Regions from separate parts of the Zea mays genome. Here region 2 is linked to region 1. Evidence: chromatin contacts called from public Hi-C data. All regions are on one chromosome and are shown on one strand. Each heading gives the region's core, a stretch centred on a gene start, on an enhancer-like site or on the middle of the called end of the contact. The rest is flanking DNA. Distances are from core to core; before and after follow the strand shown. Region 1 holds the start of LOC103626455 (probable magnesium transporter NIPA6). Region 2 holds the start of LOC103626457 (thaumatin-like protein 1b).

What was found. Hi-C and Micro-C count contacts between places; a contact is called where the count stands out from the background.
Region 2: a Hi-C map of leaf mesophyll shows a contact between it and region 1, with 3 times the contacts expected there. The contact joins the promoter of LOC103626457 here to the promoter of LOC103626455 in region 1. A contact is called at or near these places in 8 of 25 Hi-C or Micro-C datasets (bundle sheath, ear, leaf and 2 more).

Annotation. Positions count from the first base shown.
Region 1 is chr5:63,184,159-63,187,167 of Zm-B73-REFERENCE-NAM-5.0, forward strand. It overlaps LOC103626455 (probable magnesium transporter NIPA6), which reads right to left and starts at 1,276. Exons shown (of 9, transcript XM_020538394.2): 1 at 718-1,276. The coding sequence starts at 853.
Region 2 is chr5:63,375,646-63,378,465 of Zm-B73-REFERENCE-NAM-5.0, forward strand. LOC103626457 (thaumatin-like protein 1b) reads left to right here and starts at 1,389. Exons shown (of 3, transcript XM_008646866.3): 1 at 1,389-2,201; 2 at 2,433-2,820. The coding sequence starts at 2,132. LOC100281085 (chaperone protein dnaJ 11) reads left to right here and starts at 347. Exons shown (of 1, transcript NM_001154004.2): 1 at 347-1,256. The coding sequence starts at 440. The coding sequence ends at 832.

The DNA of each region.
Region 1 (3,009 bases), core at 26-2,525:
AATCTAGGGAGCTAGATTACATAATCCATCTAATAATTTGTATTGCTTGTTTACCTCTCGATTTATTTAAGCTGGATTATATAATCTAGAGAGTAAATAAACAGAGCCTAAATCAAAGGACAATTGGGCATGAATAGAAAGCTTTCGTTTATGGATAACAGGTTTGACGGGAGAAAAGAAGACATAATTGATGAAGTTGAACACACAACAATACTAGTACTAGATAAAAGATATCAGAGCAACCAAAATCTTGGACACCGAACGAAGCAATCCCCCGAGCTTGGATATCTAGAAGACAACGACATGGCGTCAAATCACGCACCGCCGCACCTGTTTGTGACTTTGACTAACGACAGCGCAGGATTGTCAAGGTCTCTAGAATCAGAGACATCGGCCGGGTCCGGTCGCGGCAGACAATGCGTCAAATCGCGCACCGGCACGGCACGGCAGTTTTGCGGCAGACAATGCGTCAAATTGATAGTAGCGGGCGGTGCGGCTGGACGTGCTCGTGCTCGGATCAGGGGGACGAATGCGGGCTCAGATCCAGAAGGAACGACCTCCCCGCTCCCCGGGGCTGGGGGTAGGAGCAGATCAGCCGACTCAAGAGGCAGCCCGGGCCCCGGGGCGCGGGATGGGACCCTAGGACGCGCGTGGAGACGACGAGATACGCGCTAAGCGCAGCAACGCGGCGGAGAGATCAGGGGTTCGGTGCGTTACCTGCGCGGTCGCCGCACTTGGCTGCTCGCAGGAGGCCGATCTTCTTGAGGATGAAGCTGGCGCCGATGAAGGCGCTGGAGGCGACGGCGAGCGCCAGGCCCTTGGTGTTGTCGGAAACCGCCCCCTCCATCGTCATGGTGCTGCGCTGTGCCTGTGCTGTGTGGTTGATGCCGCCAAATGTCGTCCCCGGACCCAATCCCCCTGCCTCCTCTGCCGCCCCGCTTCAAATCGAACTGAAACGAAGCCAGGAGATTTGAATGGTGGAGGAGGGAACCGGGACAAGGGCTAAGGTGGGGGGCCGGCCGGCCGGAGCAAGGCAGCGCAGCGCAGGCTGTCCCCGCTCCACGCTCCTCCTCGTCTGATTTGTCCTTTACTATTCTCCCGGCTCCCGCTACGACGGCTGCCGGCTGGCCGTCCGTTGATTGGGTGCCTGGCTGCCTGCCTGGTTGGCACGGGCTCCTTCCGCGATAGAGGGGGAAGGCCAGTAAGCGCGCACGGGCGGGCCCCCACACCAGGCCAACACGCACGTGACACGTCCACACCTTGACCCTCCCCTGCTTGGAAGTTGGAACGAAGGAAGGACTACGGGCCACGGGGTCAGGGTGGACGAAGGCGATGGTGGGGCCGGAACGTCAGCTCGTGAAATGCACGGGAGCGGATCTGGTTTGGGCTTGTGCAGTTGTGGGCGCGGTCTTGCCAAATGGCAATGTCCACATTGTAAAATTCAAATTCGTTTAAAAATCTATCTATGTATATACTCTCTCCACTATAAATTATGGGTCATTTTTAGTCAAAGTATGTCAAGTTTAACCAAATTTGCATAACGACATGATATCATTTACGATATCTTAAAGAAAAAAATGGACTGAAACGCATTTGATAGTTAATTTTTAGTGTTTATGGACTAGTATAAATATTTAGAGTAACATTATTTGCTATTTTTTATGAATATAATGAAAAGATACAATGTGGACTTAGACTATCTCCAACAGACTCGCTATTTCAAACTCCACTCTGCAAACAGTGTAATCTACCGCGCAAAACGGTACTTTATAGCATCTCCAAGAGCTCTCTAGAAAATGGCTTCTCAAAATTAGTTTTAAGGGACATCTAAAAGGTTAGTGGGGGTAGATTTTAATCCTTTATCCAACAGATCCCTTAAAGCGGTATAATGTTTCTGGGGAGCCAAAAAAACTCTCATTTGTAGCTACAGATGAGGGAATTTTAAGGGCTATAAAAAGTTGGGAGTGTTTTAGGGGAACTGTTGGAGACACGTTTTTGTGTTTTTTCCAAAAAAACTTGATTTAGTACAAACTTTTGGTAAGCTCTTGGAGATGCTCTTACACGGCCTACTTGAGATGGTTTACACATGACAATAGATGGTTCGAAAACTAACACATCAAGAAAACATTATAATACTTATTCAAGACCTACATGATCATGCAATAGCTCAAGATATAAAATGAAAAAAATAAACGAAGAGACAAAAAACGGAGAAAACGAGTTTGTTCGGTAACATTAGACGTTTCGACGAGGCACCAGATAAAACATCAAACAAGTGTTGTGTTGGGTACCTAGAAGCAGGATGTCCAAAGAAGGCCCGAAGGCCTCTCAAAGACGGTCCACGAATCGAGCAGGCCCCTTGTCAAATAGCTTGGCGGGAAGGACCAGAAGGCCAACGAGGGACGACTCGCCAAGCCGACCGACCCACCGAGCAACCTATCTGCCGAGCAACCCAGCGAGACGTGACTGCCGACCAACCTGCCCGCTGAGCACCCTAGCGAGGCGAGGCTGCTGAGTAACCCGCCCGCCGAGCAACCCAACAAGACGACAATCGGCTCTCAGGAAGAGTCGGCCTGCTACTATCAAGCCAGGTCGACACGATGGGACATCACCGAGCCATGTCCGGACCGTGGAAGCGGCACCGAGGGGTCTCTGTCAAACACGACGCCGGATACATATCCACGTTGACAAGTGGGACCGAACGACTCCAACCGAAAAGGCCTCAGCATCGGGGTATCTATAGTGACCATACGATGGAGGGGATGGAACAATACACCGTATCAAGCGTATGCCTACGCACGATGAAAGGTGACGACAAGAGGAGACGGAAGACAAAGTTGTACCGAAGACATCCCTATGCCACGCCATGAGCTAACTCAATAGAACCCACCAAACCCCGCCACATCTAAATCAAAATAACTACAAGAACCCAAGGAAGCGCGGACGGGACTCGACGCCATACTAGAGGCACGACAACGTAGGACTGGGAGACTACTCCATAGGAGCTAT
Region 2 (2,820 bases), core at 139-2,638, 190 kb after region 1:
TGCATTTCCTGTGGATAACATGATGGATTATTGCCAGTAACATGATCAGGAATAAGACTTCTCCTGTTCCTGGAGGGGCCGAGGAGGGAGTTGGCAAGCCGCAACCGCAATGATGGCAGCTGCCGGGTCCAATGGCGAAAGCAACAGGTGCCGAAGCAGGCAGTCATCAGGCACACTGGTGGAGATGAGTCAGCAGAGTGAGAGAATCTCCGTCTCCATCTCCATCCTCCCGCGGATAAGATCAGTTCAGAGGTGGACGCGTAAGCACCACCACAGCCCACAGGCCCCTCGTCGCCACCGCCCTATAAATCCCACGGCGCACATCGGAGTCCGGCACCGTAGCCCCCGAAGACACACTCCAAGAAACCAAGAACACCGGCCACACGCACGCGCACGCACGGCAGGCGAGGCCGAGGACGAACAGACGATAAAGGAAGCAATGGCTCCGTCGCTCGCGTCGACGGCGGGGCTCCCGAGCTGCGGGGCGCGGCGCGGCGGCCGGTGCGTGGCCCGCCGCGCGTCCGCGGTTGCGACTCCGGCGACGGCGACGGCGAGGACGCACTACGAGGTGCTCGGGGTCGGGGCCGGCGCGAGCCGGTGCGAGATCAAGGCGGCGTACCGGCGCCTGGCGAGGGAGGTGCACCCGGACTGCGGCGGCCGCGGCGACGAGGGGTTCATCCGCCTGCACGCCGCGTACGCCACGCTCGCGGACCCCGACGAGCGCGCGCGCTACGACCGCGCCGCGGCGGTCCGGAGCCGGATCAGGGCGGCGCCGTCGGGGTCCGGGGCGGGGTTCCGGCCGCGAAGGTGGGAGACGGACCAGTGCTGGTAGCACCGTAGCAGCAGCCACGTAGACGTAGCTGCGCCGGCGGTGGAGTGGAGTCGCCGGAGCGCGCTCGGTGGTCTGGTCCGTTCCCAGGGCCAGTTGCGACCATGGGGCCCATATTGAAGACAGCCCACATGAAAAACGGACCGCGATCCTGGCAGCCCACATGAGTTGGGATCGTGGACTTTATGGGCTGCAGGCTTCGTAGGCCTTTCGCGCCAGACCTGGCGCTGGATATTGTTGTAGGCCATCTTGTCTTGGGATCATAGAGCTGCACGAAGAGACATTTTTAACATCTCTTTTGCACTGCTGCTACTCCTTCCACTCTAAATTGTAAAATATTTTTATCTTTTTATTAACATATTATGTTTACTAGTATATGTTTATATATCGTGTATATAATTAAAACATTGTATCTAGCGTCTTATAATTTACAATGAAGAGTATAAATATATGTGATTATATTGATATTTATACATATATCTATGTTGTTGTTTCGACGAATTCATAAAATAACTCGCTTGTTAGGACTTGTTTAGCAATAATGTTTCTCAAAATCATAGTTTTACAATATTATACTTTACAATTGTTATGATAATACCGTAGTATTGGCAGTTCCAAAAAATACCATGGTTTTAAGAAATATTGTTTGAATATAACATTGTAAACTATGGTTAAACAAAAGCTAGTCATGCTTTAAAACTTTAGGTTGGACTAGAGTTTTTAATACTCCAAAAATACGATGGTATCTATAATACCATGGTTTTGAAAACATAGCTTTCAGGATTGCAACAAAACACTACGATATTGCTAAAAACTATGGTATTGTCTAGAAACTGTAAAAATACTTCACTTCTAAACAGTGCATATGTGTGTGGAGGGTGTCTTGGACATATAAGACACGTTTCCAGTGACCAAACAAGCAGTGATGAGTGAACGTGCTGACGATGACAAGTTGACAAGGATCTTTGAGAAGCTAAGCAAACTCAATTTCAACGAAACATGGCTAGGGTAATTAATACTTATGATATAGAAGAAATATGAGTAAATTAATTTTGTGATGTTTTTTTAAGACTTATTTTCCTGTAAATTTTTAGGTAAGGTTGGCATGGATGGCATGGCCGGTCTAAAACCGAAATGCGTGGACCTGCATTGGATTTGTATAATACTAACATGCTGCTCCCTGCTGATGGGGATCAGATGCTCTGCTCTAGTTAATATCTCAGTTACCTCATCCATGCATGCCATGACTCGTCAACGAGCTAAAATTCTGTACCTGTCTTCTTCTTCATCCCCTCGTCCTCCATGGGAGCACCTCTCCTTCTCCTCCCTCTTCTCTGCTGCTGCTGCTTCGCATTACTCCTCCAAGTCCAAGGTAACCACTGAACTTGTCAGAGTCAAGCCATCCAGCATGCTTAAAAAAAAACACTTCCATTTGAACTTGTTCCTTGCGTTACATTACATGGAGTTGTTTTCTTCCCGGAACCAATGGCCAAAATTTTCTCTTGCGCTTATGTTCACGCGTCTGAGCTCCTGTTGCTTGACGAAGCTCGGAGTATACAAACCGCGATGTGTTACTGATAACCGAGAGCATTGCGATCACCAGGAGCAGACGCCGCGACATTGACTATCACCAACAGCTGCGGCTACACGGTGTGGCCGGGCCTCCTCTCCAACGCCGGCGCGCCGGCGCCGTCGACCACGGGCTTCGCGCTGGCCCCGGGGCGGTCGGCCGCGGTGACCGTAGCGGCGGCGTGGTCGGGCCGCGTCTGGGCGCGCACGCTCTGCGCCACGTCGCCTGCCGCCTCGGGCGCCACCTTCGCGTGCGCCACCGCCGACTGCGGCTCGGGCGCCGTCGAGTGCGCCGGCCGCGGGGCCACGCCGCCGGCCACGCTGGCCGAGCTCACGCTAGCCGGCGCCGGCGACGACGACGACGACTTCTACGACGTCAGCCTCGTGGACGGCTTCAACGTGCCGATGCTCGTCGCGCCGCG